Regions from separate parts of the Mus musculus genome. Here regions 2, 3, 4 and 5 are each linked to region 1. Evidence: chromatin contacts called from public HiChIP or PLAC-seq and promoter capture Hi-C data. All regions are on one chromosome and are shown on one strand. Each heading gives the region's core, a stretch centred on a gene start, on an enhancer-like site or on the middle of the called end of the contact. The rest is flanking DNA. Distances are from core to core; before and after follow the strand shown.

Region 1 (2,936 bases), core at 197-2,696:
CTTATCTAGTGATAGGTAGTGAAAAGGGGGTGGAGGAATAAAGGATGGGAAAAAGAAGAATCCACAAAAAGCGAAGACTATCTACAAACTGCCTATAAGCCAAGGAAGAGGGACTTCAGGGGAATTGAGTCACCTGTGCCTTATTCTTTGACTTCAACATCCAGAACTGGGCGTCAGTCAATGTCTGCCGCCAGTCTATGGTATTTTAGCAATTGTATATGGATTAATGACAGGGATCTCTCACTGACCTTATCATTATGGGAACTTCATAGAGTGCACTTATACAAAGTAAGATGGGTAAGGTGTCACTAGATGACATACTCTTTTGAGAACCACTGCCATGATGCATCCTGTCGTTAACTGGAGTTTCATTATTCAAAGCTTATAGCGCACCAAATACCACCGAATGCATTCTTTTCCCCCTTTTTTTCTTTTCTTCTTCCTCCTCCCTCTCTTCTTCATTAGATTCCCCAATAGAAAGCAGAGGCTGGCCTCAAACTTGTGATCTTCTTGCTTCCTACGTGCTGGGATCATAGGCCTGTGGCACCACACCCTACTCAGATTTATGTTCTGCAGGTGAGGGGAGAGATTTGAGATGGCAAGATTAGCCTGACCGAGGTCACATGTCTGGGCAATGAGGTTCTGAACCTGTGATAAATGGTATTGACAAGTGTTCATGTGGGGGTGCACTCAATCTGCAGAGTGGCTGTCACATGCAGAATTCAGTGTTGTTCATGGGGGGGGGGGGGTACATAGAAGGGTAGCCCGTCTTTGAATAAGAAGTTGCAGGAGAGAGAAAGACTAGTTAGGCAGGCCATGACCGGTACAGAGCGGGGACAGAAATCAAGTGCATGGGGACTTCAGGAGAGGCAGCTGTTGAACTGGATTAGGTTAGCCTGGGAAGAACCACAGAAGTGAGACCTCATCGCCCACTGTGAAGAACAGGCAGGGAGAAAAAACAGAAACAGATCATGCTGGAGGAGAGCTGGGTACAGCAGAGACCCCACCCAGGTCCCGAGCCTCCTACGGGGGTGGCATACACACACACACACACACACACACCTCGACCCCTCAGAAAGCAGCAGAGGCTGATGCTAGGTGAAGACCCTGGATCCCTGGACCCCGAGGTTTGCCCCCACCCCCATCTGATTTCGTCCCAACTGCCCTGGAAGGCAGCGACACCACAAGGAGCCTTGGCTGAAGAGACACTTGGCCACGGAGTGGAGAGCCAGGCTCGGAACAAGGTGCACTGCGCTGTCTCCAGTCTTGCATGGCTGCCACCCAGAATGTGACTTTGCCTACATCTCCCTGCATGGCTAGGCATTGGAAACCTTGTCCCTGGCTGACTTCTGGACCCATGTGACTCTCATCCAATGACTAGAGGGGAGGCTGCCCCCGCGTTGAGGTGCAGGGCTCTTGCCTAGCTCTCCGGGGGAAGGGTCAGGCAGAGTGGAACCTCCTGTTCAGGGCTGGCAAGGTCCAGACTGGAGCTGTCACACAACCCCATGAGGTCAGTCCCCTGCATAGCCCTCAGTTCTCTGGCCCTTTCCCGGAAAGAGGTCACCGCCCAGGAGCTCTCAGAACAGGGGCTCTCTGTGTCTAAGGCCGGCCTGGTGGAGCAGGAGGATGCATAAGGCCAGCGGGGGCAAAAGAAGGGCGTGCTGGGCCACTCGCTGCGGGTGGCGCCGCAGCCCCGGGTCGCCGGCAGGGACCGGCGTGTGGGCGGAGAGGCGGCGCGCGCTCGGAAGTGGCCCCGGGCGGCCTCCCAGGCGGGCGGCTCCTGTTTCCCGGCTCCCGGGCGGGCGGGCGCGGGCCAGCTGCTGGGAGGTGAGCGGAGCAGCGTTTTCCCACAGTCTGGGGCGGTGACACATGGCGCTCACACATTCCACAGCCGGCGGCCGCGCCAGGCCTGGCGGTGAGTCAAGGCAGCGCGGGGAGCTGCCGAGAGCAGGTTCCGACTTTGGCACCCGGCGCGCCGCCTTCCCGCCTTGCCCAGCCCGGCGGGGGCGGAGGGGGGAGGGGGACGCCGGTTAACCCTTGGCTACCTAGGCGTACAGCAGCAGAGGCTCCGATGCTTGTCCATTGAGGGGGGACAGAGGGGTGGGGGATACATCACCACGGCGGATACCTACACACCCTGTGTTCCTTGTGCGTTCTTTGCTTTTTTTAGACCGGGGGGGGGGGGGGGGAGGGGGTATCTGTAATCCAAACTAGTCTGAATTCATTGTGGCTTCAAACTCCTGGTGATGCTCCTAGTTACAAAGCAGAAAACCAGAGAAGTTGCTCGTTAGAGACGGTGCCACTTCTGGCTTTTAGATTCAGACACGAACTGCCAGAAAGACTGGAGGGGTGAGGGGAAGGCTTTTATCGTTACTGTCCCTTCATCTAGAGTCTCGCTTCTGAGTCTGACCACTGTGGCCAGGCCCAGCTCCCGTGTGTTTATTGACTGGATCAAAAGTCTAGGTCGCAGTTCCTTCTGGCAGTCGTTGTACAGATAGAAGCAAACAGCTGGAAGCCTGCGCGGACAAATGCACACCCACATAACCACACACTTTAAAAAAGGCGGGGGACTGTGACTGTGGTGGGTGTTGTCCCCATGGGAAGGCTGAGCACTCCAACCTTGGCTTCCCTTGGGCGTGTGTGAACTCTACATGACTTCTGCAGCTGTTGCTGCGTGCATCCCCACCCCGATCTGCATCTACCTATTCTGAGACCACACAAGCCCGCAGCTTTCATCAGACTTGAAGGTCCCACAGACCAAGGTTCAAAGTTCGCGCTTTTTTTTTTTTTTTTTTTTTGAGTCAGGGTCTTACTAATGTAGCCTAGGTTGACCCTGAAACTTACAGGAGCGTGCCACCACACCCAGCACCTGGTTTATCATTAAAGAGACTTAGGTGAAACCATCTGCCAGAAGTTTGGGACCTGTAAATGTCACC
Region 2 (3,094 bases), core at 280-2,779, 430 kb before region 1:
CTATTTCAGATATTATTCTCTATTTGGATACTGAGAGCTCATAGGTTTTGTGACTAGTGTGAATGTAATTCACTTAATTAGCTACTATCTAGAGACTTTCATGCTAACTCTATTTTGCTATCTAATACAATGGTAGACATAAGTTACACATAGTCCCAGCCTAGAAGTGGAATTATAAAGCAAGGGCTTTGTAAACTGCAAAGACACATTACACATGGAAGCAGCCGTCACTTACTTCTCCCTTTTGTGTTTTCCAACAAGAATTAGGAAGCAACAATAACAAATGCATTTTTTATTCAATACTAGAAAAAGTTGGGGTTTAAACTGGTTTCTAGTTTGGTTTATACTGGTTAGGCTTTATAGAAGGTTTCTATCTACAGCTATCATTGAGACAGTCATCACAGTAAATATATTCCTCAAGTCCTGCAATCAGAACGTTTACTGTCAGACAGTTGCGTTTATATACTTGCCACTATTGTGACTAGATGGATTCTGATTTATGGTTTTGATAATTAGATAAAAAGCAATTTATTTGGGGTGCTGGTGGTGGTGTGTATTTCATGTGCGTGTGTGAGAGAGAGAGACTGACAGAGACAGGGGAAGGGAGACGAGTGAAAGGAATGTATCCTTGAAGTGAAATAAAGTACAAGACTATCTGATTTTTTCCAATAACACCATTAATCGACTTCACAATCTTTCACTGGCAATATTCCTGTTTTGAGTCCCTGTTCTCTTTAAAAAAATACAAAAATGGTTGAAGATGGAGAAGATACTTGGATTGATACAAATAATTTAGATTATTAAGGAGAAAATGTAGCCAGAAAAAGGAAGGAACTCAAAAGGCCCAAAACCTAACTGGAACTTTTGAATATTAAATAATAGTTGGGAGAAGCAGGTAGCTAGGAGACTAGACATCAACTACGTCCGAAGAGGGGTTGATAGGGAGGAGTGGGGAGGGATAGGTTACAAGGAGAAGGAAGAATGAATCTGACGTCTTGAAAATCAAAAGAAAACTAAGAAGAGAACTTAGGCAGATACTACTAAGGAGCCATTACTGGAGAGATGGCGCTGTTAAGAGACTTTGACAAGGGCCATTTCAATAAAATGGGTGCCATTAAAATTCAGGTGAAAGCCAACAAAGGGGGGAATGAAAAAACAAAACAAAACAAAAACATTTGTGTCTTAATAAAACTGTATGTGTTTATCCCAAACCTACAGCTTAAATGTCAGAAGTCACTTTCCAATCAGATCTCGGACTTTCTAAGGTGTCTCGCATACTCGATCTTCTGGCTATATGATTCAGCTACGAAAATGATCTTTAAAAGATTTCCTTAAATTGGCTGCTCCTAATAAACATTCGTCCAGTGGATTTCCTGCACCCAGCCCGCCCAGTTCATTTTCAAAATTCCTACACTTTGAGGGCGGAGCCAAGAAGAGGAGCACTACACAGGTCCCGCCCAGTGGCTCCCCGCGCATGCGCATGTCATCCGCGGCCCGTTTGTGCAGCCTGCCTAGCGTTCCTGTGGGTGGTTATTTCGGAGACGGACTGACTACGGGAGCCCAGCCGGCTCTTGCGGAAGTCCATGCGCCATTGGGAGGGACTCGGTGGCTGCTCTATGCCCTTGTTGCTGAGGGCCTCTTCCTGGGTCATTGTCGGAGCAGGAATCGGACTGGGGCCGACACGGGGTTCCCCCCGTGGCCGTCTCAGCGCCTGTGTGTGGTCTGCTCTGGCGGGATGTGGCGAGCAGGTCGGGCGGCCGTGGCCTGGTAAGTGCGGCCTGCGACCTGGCCCCGTTATGTCAGGTTCTGGGCCATTTGGACAGCAGGGTTGACCCATCACTACTTCCCGAATGTGCAGGTGACTGACCCTCAGGCCGGGCCGAGGCTCTTAAAAAAATTCTCGCGAATGTTTGAATACCCAAAGGAGTGACGGGAGTTGGCCGGTGACCATTCCTTGTTCAACATGAAGATTTTTGCTGCCTTGGCCCATCGTTCCTGTCCCTGTCCTTGTGATCTCCCTGCTATCTGTCTCTAGTTGTTGCTTTTATTGTTGCTATTCTGGCCTGGCCTAGCTCTGTCCTTGTATCTCTGTGCGTGTCATTTAACTGCCTTCTTGCAGCCATACGCCATGCCACAGCGCACACTTTGCTCTTGCAGCTACTTGGTAGCACTTGCAGCAGCATACTTGAAAGTATGTCCTTTCATAATACGCGGGAAAGGGCTCTCTGCCCGTTTACCTGACCCTCTGACTGGAGTCAAATTTAGAGTGGTGTTGTGCATGATATCAGGCGGTGTTTAAGAGATGCCCCGTCAGAGATCTTGTTCAGTGTTGAGGTCCACTTCGATGCACTTCTCCAGTCTCGCTGCGGATGTTGCTGTAGTCTTGTTTTAAAGTAGAAAACCTCAAAGTAGTTTTATTTCTATGAATTGCTATATGCATTTACTGATACTAAATTTGATGTTATCTATATAAGTTGTTCCAATAACCCCCAAGCTTAGCACATTGTTTCAGACATTTGATTACAGGAAGTAGTGTACACCAAGGTTTCCACCCATCTCTACAGCCCCTAGAACTTTTGTTTGTTTGTTTGTTTTTGTTTTTGTTTTTCGAGACAGGGTTTCTCTGTATCACCCTGGCTCTCCTGGAACTCACTCTGTAGACCAGGCTGGCCTCGAACTCAAATCCACCTGCCTCTGCCTCCCGAGTGCTGGGATTGAAGGCTTGGGCTACCACGCCGGGCTAGAACTTTTAAAAATATGTTTGTATCTCTTTCACCAGCATGTATATCTGTGTGCCACTTCTGTGTCTGCTGCCCACAGAGGACAGAGAACAGCATTCAGTCACCTGGGACTAGAGTAGCAGACAGGTGTTAGTCACCATGTGGGTGCTGGGAATCCAACCTCTGACTTCTAGAAGACTAGCCCTTCTTCATAACCAATAAGCCATCTCTCCAGCCCTCTCCCCAAAACTTTTTTTAATGGTATAAATTATGTATTATGCTTATAAGGAATGGACCCATTCCTTTCATCACAGTTAATTAAAAGTCCACAGTGCAACTGCCTCTACTGCAATGTTGGTTGTTTTTAATCTTGT
Region 3 (2,923 bases), core at 418-2,917, 260 kb after region 1:
ACCCAGGCAGTAGAGCAAACACTGAGGCTCTGCCTCTGCATTGGCTAATCCAGAACCGCGCTGACTACACAGTCTTGACACCTAAAGCATAGATTTACTGTTGCTAGTGTGGCCCTGAAAGGAAACCAAAGCAACAAACTATCAAGGAGGAGGCTTGGCAGCGGATATGATCAAGATGATCATGATATATTGGTCACATGCATGAAATTGACAAAGAATAAATAAAAATTTCTATTTTTAAAAAAGCGTTTCAGGGCATCCTTTCCTTGGACTCCCCTCTCACTCTTGGTTCTTTCTTACTTTTCCTTAATAAATCTACGTTGGCTCTGCTTTTAAAATACGTACACATTTTAAAATATTTTAACATAATAAACACGAGCCTATTTTAAGATGAAGAAGAAAGCTATTTTCTAAGACGTAGGTTAACAGTATAAAACACTAGGCACAGGTAGGTCCCAGGGCTCCCATCCCCACCCCATAAGCTGTGAGGCTTGACCCCACCCACAGACAACAATTCCAGAGCCCTGCAGCAGCACTCCTTGTCTGTAGTGCGTTGCCAAGGACCGGGGGCTTGGCTCTTTGCTGTGTTGGTTTTATGGGAAAGCTGGCACTGTGACATAAGAAGGTGGGACTAGATACTACCACTTTCCAGCTCGGCCATGCCTCCAGCCCCTTGGTGATGCTGCGGTATGTCTCTGCCTACTGCTCCCTCCCACTGCCTGCTCCTATTCTACCCACCCTCCCAGAACAGTAGGAGTCTCCAGCAAGCCTTCCTGGACTGTCCCTCCTTCACCTGGCAGGTCACTGGTGTTCTTTGCTAAGCACGGGGTCCTTCTGCTCTGTGTTCTAGTAGATTGTATCCCGACTGAGACCCCAGGGGTCAGGCCCCTGCTGCAGTATTTTGGCTCTGCATCCCAGCACCTGGGCCAGGGCTGGCCAAACAGATGGCACCAAGCTGAAGGAACGGAATGCCTGTGGCTCTCCATGACCGCTCCTCTTCTCTTAATGGAGAAGCACTATGGCTCTGTTGGAATAGCCAGCTCTGCGTTCAAATCCAGACACTGTACTTACTAGCTGTGTGGGCTCCAAGGATTCCCCTTTGCCATCTATCAAAGCCTTAATTTCCTTACCCTGATTAGAACCTGAGCCCTTAAGGTTAAAATTAGTCCCCAATTAGACGGTGCATTTAAAGTACTGCATGGTGCTTGACAAATAGCAAACATTCAATTTAGTTCTAGGATGAATGTGAACATTATCATCTAAGTCTGACACTCTGGGAATGAAGAGACAGCAGCACTAATTATGTCAGACAATAGGCACCAACCAGGGTGGATCATGGCCTGTGACCACTCTGCCTGCCACCGTTCACACCTGGCTCCCCTGAAAGCCAGGCCAGGCCACCCTCCACCTTAAGTTCTTCCTGGCCTTTCTCAGCCAAGGCTAGCTGATCCACTCAAGGGCTTCCCCTTGCAGGTAAGGGGACTCAGTTACTTGTTCCCAGAGCAACAAGTCCCTTTCCAGTGTCCCAGCCAGGACCCTAAGCCAGATGTCCCCAAATCCCCACAGACCCAGGAGTAAGGCAGGTGGCCTACCGTGAGGGGCTGGGCAGGTGGGGCCAGAAGCCCTGGTTTTTCCTCGGAAACAGAGGAGAATTTCATGTGCTCTGTGCTCAGTTAAATCCAGCCCCAGCGCTGACCAAAGTCCTGAGAAGGGTTCCTCCCCTCATGGGGATCGACTGTTCCCGGAATGTCACCAAGGTCACTTGGGCAAGGCCTATAAAGATTACAAAATGACCTGAATGGTTCCCATAGACAGATGCCTAATCCAACTGAGACTGTAGGTTTGGCAGATCTGGGACCCCAAGTATCCACTAGCCCATTAAAAGTATCTCCAGAATAAAAACAAAAAGTGTCTCCTGGCTACACTGAGATGAGAGTCATTTCCTTGTGAACATAAGTGTGGGCTAAGAGGCCACCCAGCTACCTGCTCAGCACTCAATCCTGCCACTAAGACGAAACTTAGAACTTACCAGTCTCTTGTGTTTGCTGATTTGTTTGTTTAATGAACTTTCTCTTTTTGGCATATATATTGTGTATATGTGTACATGAGTGTGTGTGTGTGTGTGTGTGTGTGTGTGTGTGTGTGTGTGAACAGAGCATGTGTGATCATGAGTTGGGGATGTGTATGTTTGTGAAGTGAGCATGTGAGAATATGAATGAAATGGTGAAGTGGGGTATGTGTGTGTGCGTGTGTGTGTTGAACATGTGATAGTAAATGGAGTTGTGTGTGCATGCATACATACACTCATATATGTTCTATATAATAAAAATGAGAGTAACTTTGTGTGGTTGGTATGGTTGAGTAAGGAATGTTTTGTGTGTACATGTGTGTATGATTATATATGAGTGTTCAGATGATATGAGGTATATGGCATGAAGGGATGACCGAGAGAAGCAGTGTAACTCTCCAGTGCCGGGAGTCTGTCATCCAAGTGATCTGAGGCTGTTTAACCATCGTTCACCTTTAGAAAGATTGCTAGGACATATGACTTCTTTTGCACATGATCAGATGACACCCCACCCTGCAAAGGTCTGACTGACTAATAGGAGGCATTTTCTTTCAGTACAAATAAAAGAAAGAGGGAGACAACCAGGAATCTAGTGTACCCAGATCCGCCCCATGTGGTGCCTGGCCTGTCAATGGCAGGATGGTGGCCTCAAGGAACAGCAGGGCATGGGACCTGCATTTCCTGGGAGACTCACACCCATGTTTGAGAACAGCTCTATACCCTGTGGGTGCAGGGCCTTGGCTCCTCAAGGAACACACCATGTCCTATTTGTCAAGATGTCAGGGCAAACAAGAGGAATCTGGCTGCCAGACCATGGTTTGAATTCTGGCGTTTGATCTCTACAAATCGTTGTGT
Region 4 (2,955 bases), core at 84-2,583, 300 kb after region 1:
TCCCTTAGTGCATTGTGGTCCAAGAACAGCTGTTCCAAGAGTACCATCTTATCCAGGATCGCACGTGGAAGACGAGAGATTTTGTTGCGCGTCAACCTGAGGGTTTTCAGTTTTACCAGGTCATTGAAGGTGCCGGGGTCGATGGCGGAAATGTGGCTATCTGAGAGCATCAGGCGCTGAAGGACTGTCATGCCGCTGAAGCTGTGGTTCCGCAATATGCCCTGGTCCATTCGGAAGAGCAGGATGTGTGTGAGGTTCGTAGGCAGACCTAGCTCAGCGATGTGAGCCACGCTGCCGCCCGAGCACTGCGCGGCATCGCGGACCACACACTTGCAGGTTTTGGGGCAGGGAAAAGGTTGGGCACGCAAGAGTGCGAGCACCGCGGACAGCAGGGCGCTTCTTAGCATGTCTGAAATGCAAGAGCAAAAACAAGGCTCAGAGCATATCCTGGAGCCCTGCACGCACTGCTGCAAGCACAGTTTTTGGGCCAGCACTCTCACGGCCTTGGAACGCTCAGATACAACCAAGTCTTCCTCTATCTTACAAAGGCTGATTAAAAAAAAATTACTTTTCTATTCAGCATATGTGGGTATTGGAGAGTAGATCAGTCTTACAGGTTCCCATTTTTATCCAGTCAGCCATCTCCCCGGTTCTGTTTAGAGCATTGACATTTGGGCATTTTCAAGCTACAGAATACCTTAAAATCGTTACAGAACGAATTAAAATTGCTACGGTCTTTTTCAGAGAATAGAAAGCAACGCCTCCTGGGACTGGCTGTGTCACTGACTTTAACAAGTTAAGCAGGGAGCTTTATCCCCAACAGTCAGCAAGAGAACCGCAGCAAGGCCCACTTCCACTAGATTCAATTTCTTACATATTTTCAAAGTACCAACACCCCACAACTCATTACACCGTTTTGTAACTCCCGGCCCGGAGCCCAGTGGTGCAGGTGATAATGCCCATTGCTTTATGCCATGCTTTTCTGAACTTTGCACTGTTACAGTAACACGAGTGCAGTAGGCTGGTCGCTCCAGTGTACATGAGGTTAATTTAAGTGTCACATAAGTAGCATTTGAAGATGTTTTTCTGACTCACACATTTAAATAATGAGCTACTGTTTGCTTATACACCAAGCTGCTTAATAAAACTACTCTGGGCATTGAGTTACCCAGGAAGCACACAGTAATACTAGTTTACTCTGTTTCCCAAGTAAAAATTTGTACTGTTTCTTGTACCAGGTCTCCTTCTGCCCCTATACAGACTGAGCCTCTAACTGCATACACTAATTTAAGAATATTTGGCCTTACCTGAAGCAGTTCTGCACCCTGGACTGACTGAAAGGCTTGCAGCTCTGCTTGTGACTTGGCACTTCAGAGAGGAAGAGGGAAGTATTCTTGCATCCTCAAGATAAAGACCTTACCAGATAAAAAGTCAAGAAAAAGACTATCTCCATAGGGCATATTCTAGGTTTTAATGACAAGAGCTTTCAAACTTTCAGAGTCCATAGTTAAAAGTCCTTTTGTAAAAGCTAGAGAGTAGAGGGCCTAAGTTTTCCCAGAAATAGCAGGCTGTCATTACATGGGCCACACTTTTGGTTTTTTTCCATGCTACATTGCACTAACTCATTCCTGTGCAGGAGTATGTGGGTGCATGTGGCAGTGCCTCACTTGTGGGTGTCAGAAAACTTTAGGCAATTGGTTCTCACCTTCCTCCACGTAGGTTCCCAAGGACTCACACCATGTCTTGGGAGGTATCTTTACCTGATGAGCCATCTCTTTTGCTCAACATTTTATTTCTTAAATAAGGCCAATGAATTCTCAAATGCCCGCCCCCAATGGTTGGTCTAGCCATTGTCAAACATGTTCAGTAATAGCATTGCTCAAGGGTTCGTGTTCAGTTTAACTTAATGTCAAACTGCCTACCACCGTGGTTGTATTGCCACAGTGCCACACTGTGTGTAAGAACTCCTGGTCTTCACGTCTCTGACCTGGACTTCAATCCTGGTCATTCAGATTGTTTCCATGATGCCTATTCCTTAGGCTTAGGCTCAGCCCAAAGAGCAAAATGGCATACCAATCTACCAACCTATGGTCTCAATATGCTTTATAACGTTGCATTTCTGTATAATGACAAACTTGATGTCTTTCTTTACAGTGAAGGGCCACCTGTTCTTCAGCTTCTGAGAAACTCGAGTTCCCCTTTTATGTCTATTTTTCTCTCAACAACTTGGCTATGTATATGTAGCTCATGCTAGCTTCAAATTTACAATCTTCTGGCCTTAGTGTCCTAGAGTTTGGGAATCACAAAGAATGCATCACAATGTCCAGCTGTGCTCATTTTTCCTATATGTAACTATAACATAGACATTCTTTATAAGTGCTATTATCTATTGGTTGTCAAGTCACAGATTATCAAGTAGATCCCTCCAAGGGGGAATACCCACCAATTCCTTTAAATGCTCTCACGCTGTTTCCCTTAGCATTCAGATCCAGGGGTACAGATCTCTTTGTATGTACCTAAGAGGCAGAGTTACGTTAAATATGCTTCTATCACTATTTTCCACTTTTCACCCACTTTAAGAACAAGATCCAGAGCCTGGGGAGATAGCTAGATAAGCAAAATGCTTGCCTTGTAAGCATGAAGACTCATTCAATCCCTGGAACTTCACAAGGGGAGCTAAGCACAGTAGGCAGAGGGATCCCTGGACCTTACTTCAAAAAGTCTGGCTGGCTCTGGTTTTCACCAAGCAGCAACCCCAGAGTCCCCAACTGCCATTCTGCTTGCAGTGTGCACCAGCCAGCCAGCTCTTCCCCCAACCAGTCCATCAAACTAAATAGCCAAGCTGCCTTCCTCTCAACCAGCCTCCCAGGCAAAAACAACGAAACCCCATCTACAGTGAAACTGTTTCTGAGAGAGCTAGCTGTAGCCACATAATCAAACAAGTGTGTAAGGATC
Region 5 (2,958 bases), core at 25-2,524, 380 kb after region 1:
TGTTTCAAAGGGCCTGGCCTCCGAGGGCATCCACGCCTTTCACATACATACTCAAGCACACATGTAAGTAAAAACAAATAAACTTTCACATTAGCCTCAAACCCTCTATAATTGTATTCGTCACGAAAAGGCCCCACATGTCTTGGATTTAAACAATCCTGCAGTCCTGCTTCACAGATCAAAAAAAAAAAAAATCACCATTAACATACTCAAACGTGTTCCATTCAGTTCAGAATCACATAAATTTCTGGGTTTATGACTCCAGAACCATTCATTTTGCACTAATACAAGCCACTAAATATAGCTCTAAAACATTAATGACTGGGAGCTAATTATGTAAGTGATTCATACCTCTTATGTATCCAGACACCAAGATCCTAGGGTGCTTCTGTCAGACCTAAGGGGGAAATAAACAATGAACACCTGTCACAAAAGCCTTCCAAACTGGGAAGCCCCAAACAGTTACTGTCAGTCGACAAATGCTACTCCTTCCTCCACTCCCAACTCCACACCCCACCAGAAAAGCGATCAATCAGGCCCACAGTCTGTGTGAAGGCGAGGCCAGAGAGTACGTAGCGAAAAAAGGGTCTGGGCTTTTCTAGTCCTCACGGCCCTGCGTCTCTCCCTTTAATCTGGAGTGTTGACACCTCAAGTCCGCTTTCCTTTCTGGACTTCGGTTATCGGTGTAGAGTGTGCTGATAGTAGGGTGATTTACTCGTCGGTGGCTGGGGCCGAACTAGGCTTCGGACAGTCAGCACCGGCACGGACCCATCTGGGGCCCTTCCCACATTCTTGCTCCGGGCACATCACCTTCTGGACTTTCTAGAGCGGCTGGCCTAGCGGGGCCGGCCGGCACGCAGAGGGTGCACTCCAGACCTCCACACGTACACGTGCTCCCAGACAGTGCCGGGTCTCCGCACCCCTCTCCCTGTCACACACATACCCCTTCCCAGAGAGGTGATGTCCGATTCGAGTCGAGGAAGCAGCCACAGACCCACCTGGTACCCGCCACCCGGGCGACGCCGTTCGCCTCCTCCAACCTCCCCATCACCTTCGCCTCCCGCCCCACACCCCGCTCGCCCAGTCACTCACCAGCCGCGCCGCCGTGCCGCCTTCTCCGCGGCCTCCCGGCCCGGGCAGCCAAAAGGCCGCAGGGGGCCGGGGGGCCGCTTTCGCCACCGCCGCCGCCTCTCCTCAGCCCAGCCCCATCACCCACGGCCGGCGCCGGCGGCCGCGGGTCGCTCGGGCTCGAGGGTCCGCCGCCACGCGTCGCGGCTCCGGCTGTGGGAACAGAGGCGCCGCGGCGGGGCCCGGGCCGCACCGGGCTCAGGGGCGTCCGCGCTCCGCTGTCGGCGCCCGGGGCGGCGGCGGCGGCGGCGTGCAGCCGGGCAGGGCGAGAACAAGGGAGCGCGGCGCGGAAGACCGGCAGGGGAGGAGGACGGTCTGTGCTGCGAAGCGGTCTCCCGCCGTCGGCGACGAAGCGGACCCCCTCCCCGCGGCCACGGCGCCCGGTCACGCTGCGGGGAGGGCCGGCGGGCACACGGGGAGCGCCCCGCGAGCTCAGGACTCCCGCGCCGGATGTGAGGTCACGTGATTGCCTCATCCCAGCGCCCAGCGCGGAGGGGCCGTCAGGGGGCGGGGCGACCCTCCGGTCCCGCCCACCTCCTCGCCTACGGGGCCCCCAGCCCGCCTAAGCGAGAACTGCTAGCGGGATGCTGCTCAGGACTCATTTTGCGGGAGGCGATCAACTTAGGTGTCGCTTCCCATGCGAGGAGATCGTAGTCCAAACCCCCATTTTCTAAACAAAGACACTGAGGCCCAGTGGTAAGTGCAGGCTTGTCTAGGGTGGCAATCATAAAGGACGCCTGTGCTGGCAAGGTGGAGAGCAAAGTCCTAGCTCTGGACCCAGATTCTTTCCCTCCTTTATCCCCACCTATACCAAAAAGAACACTTTAATTCCAATGGAACTCCTGGCCCAGCCCACGGGCGTGGGACAGAGAACAGTCAGGTAGGTAAGAGAGCTTCCATACGGAAGACAGCCGGGTCTCAGAGAGGAGTTTCTTCCGACAGAGCTGGAAGCAAATTAAATACTTCCCTCCACAGGAGATTTATCTTGGGGCACTGCCTCGCCCGGATGTTCAAATCGCGGTTTTGGTTTTCACTGCCTTCCGCTCCCTGTCGAGCGCGGGAAGCTGAGCCTGCCACCTGCTGCCTCCAGCTCCGCCATCTTTCCACTCTGAGTCTACCTCACCTGCATCCCAGACGCCTGGCCATCTTTGTTCTCCTACCTTCCTACAAACATAACTTTTAGCTGCTTGACTGTCTTAGAGGAGGGAACAGCTGTGTTCAGCTCCTGTTCCCATACTTGGGCACCGTCCACCAGAGGCATGGAGCATCCTGCCTCTTGGTCCGCAGCAGAGAGTAGCACCTCATTTGGGTCGGTAATGTGCCCCAGATACGTGGCCCTAATACACTTCAATGGGAACAGTAAGGATGCTGATCCTGCTTTCCAACCGCAGTGGTGAAGGGCTGGATGGCAACCACGAAATTCTTTTTACCAGGTAATGTGGACATCACAGTAAATGACGATGAGCCACAGCTGTGGCTTCCCAGCTCCTGCTCCCCATTGGGTTTCAGCCCTCCGTGTGTTCCCTAGCTCACTTGTGTTGGAGTACGTAAGTAGTCTAGGATTGAGGAAGTCTGGGTAGAACTGAAAAAACCCTGCACACACTCCTGACAGCTTCCTTAGCAGTTGGTTATTTACCTCGCAGATTTTAACAAGCACAAGCCTCTCCTGGTCCTATAAATAAAACTGTCAAGCCAACCATCCACTTAGAGTGCCCTCTTCAATTAGCCATCAAGTGTTTCTGACCCTCTTATGCACACCTCTTAAACAGTGGGTCTCCCCCTGGCCTGCCTGTACTTCCTCATTCCTCAACTCGTGGCAAACTAACCACA

Evidence for each region. Promoter capture Hi-C pulls out the DNA fragments that hold promoters and counts their contacts. HiChIP or PLAC-seq counts read pairs in DNA pulled down with a chosen protein or histone mark.
Region 2: a FOXA1 HiChIP or PLAC-seq map of pancreatic cancer cells shows a contact between it and region 1. The contact joins the promoter of Opa1 here to the promoter of 4632428C04Rik in region 1. A contact is called at or near these places in 1 of 39 promoter capture datasets (pre-B cells), 1 of 484 Hi-C or Micro-C datasets (embryonic stem cells) and 1 of 115 datasets of contacts at active chromatin or transcription factors (pancreatic cancer cells).
Region 3: a promoter capture Hi-C map of hematopoietic stem and progenitor cells shows a contact between it and region 1, with 3 times the contacts expected there. The contact joins the promoter of Cpn2 here to the promoter of 4632428C04Rik in region 1. A contact is called at or near these places in 5 of 39 promoter capture datasets (hematopoietic stem and progenitor cells, hippocampal neurons, liver and 1 more) and 3 of 115 datasets of contacts at active chromatin or transcription factors (hepatocytes, kidney and pancreatic cancer cells).
Region 4: a promoter capture Hi-C map of liver shows a contact between it and region 1, with 3 times the contacts expected there. The contact joins the promoter of Gp5 here to the promoter of 4632428C04Rik in region 1. A contact is called at or near these places in 5 of 39 promoter capture datasets (the C10 cell line, hippocampal neurons, liver and 1 more), 1 of 484 Hi-C or Micro-C datasets (forebrain), 1 of 115 datasets of contacts at active chromatin or transcription factors (pancreatic cancer cells) and 1 of 9 other capture datasets (adipose tissue).
Region 5: a contact with region 1 is called in a promoter capture Hi-C map of pre-B cells, with 4 times the contacts expected there. The contact joins the promoter of Atp13a3 here to the promoter of 4632428C04Rik in region 1. A contact is called at or near these places in 2 of 39 promoter capture datasets (liver and pre-B cells) and 2 of 115 datasets of contacts at active chromatin or transcription factors (microglia and pancreatic cancer cells).

What each region holds. Positions count from the first base shown.
Region 1 is chr16:30,007,221-30,010,156 of GRCm38.p6, forward strand. It overlaps 4632428C04Rik (RIKEN cDNA 4632428C04 gene), which reads left to right and starts at 1,447. Exons shown (of 3, transcript NR_033631.1): 1 at 1,447-1,510.
Region 2 is chr16:29,577,805-29,580,898 of GRCm38.p6, forward strand. It overlaps Opa1 (OPA1, mitochondrial dynamin like GTPase), which reads left to right and starts at 1,530. Exons shown (of 29, transcript NM_133752.3): 1 at 1,530-1,767. The coding sequence starts at 1,736.
Region 3 is chr16:30,265,865-30,268,787 of GRCm38.p6, forward strand. It overlaps Cpn2 (carboxypeptidase N, polypeptide 2), which reads right to left and starts at 1,668. Exons shown (of 2, transcript NM_027904.3): 1 at 1,593-1,668.
Region 4 is chr16:30,309,448-30,312,402 of GRCm38.p6, forward strand. Gp5 (glycoprotein 5 (platelet)) reads right to left here and starts at 1,334. Exons shown (of 2, transcript NM_008148.4): 1 at 1,308-1,334; 2 at 1-409. The coding sequence starts at 407.
Region 5 is chr16:30,387,256-30,390,213 of GRCm38.p6, forward strand. Atp13a3 (ATPase type 13A3) reads right to left here and starts at 1,275. Exons shown (of 34, transcript NM_001128096.1): 1 at 1,093-1,275; 2 at 352-397.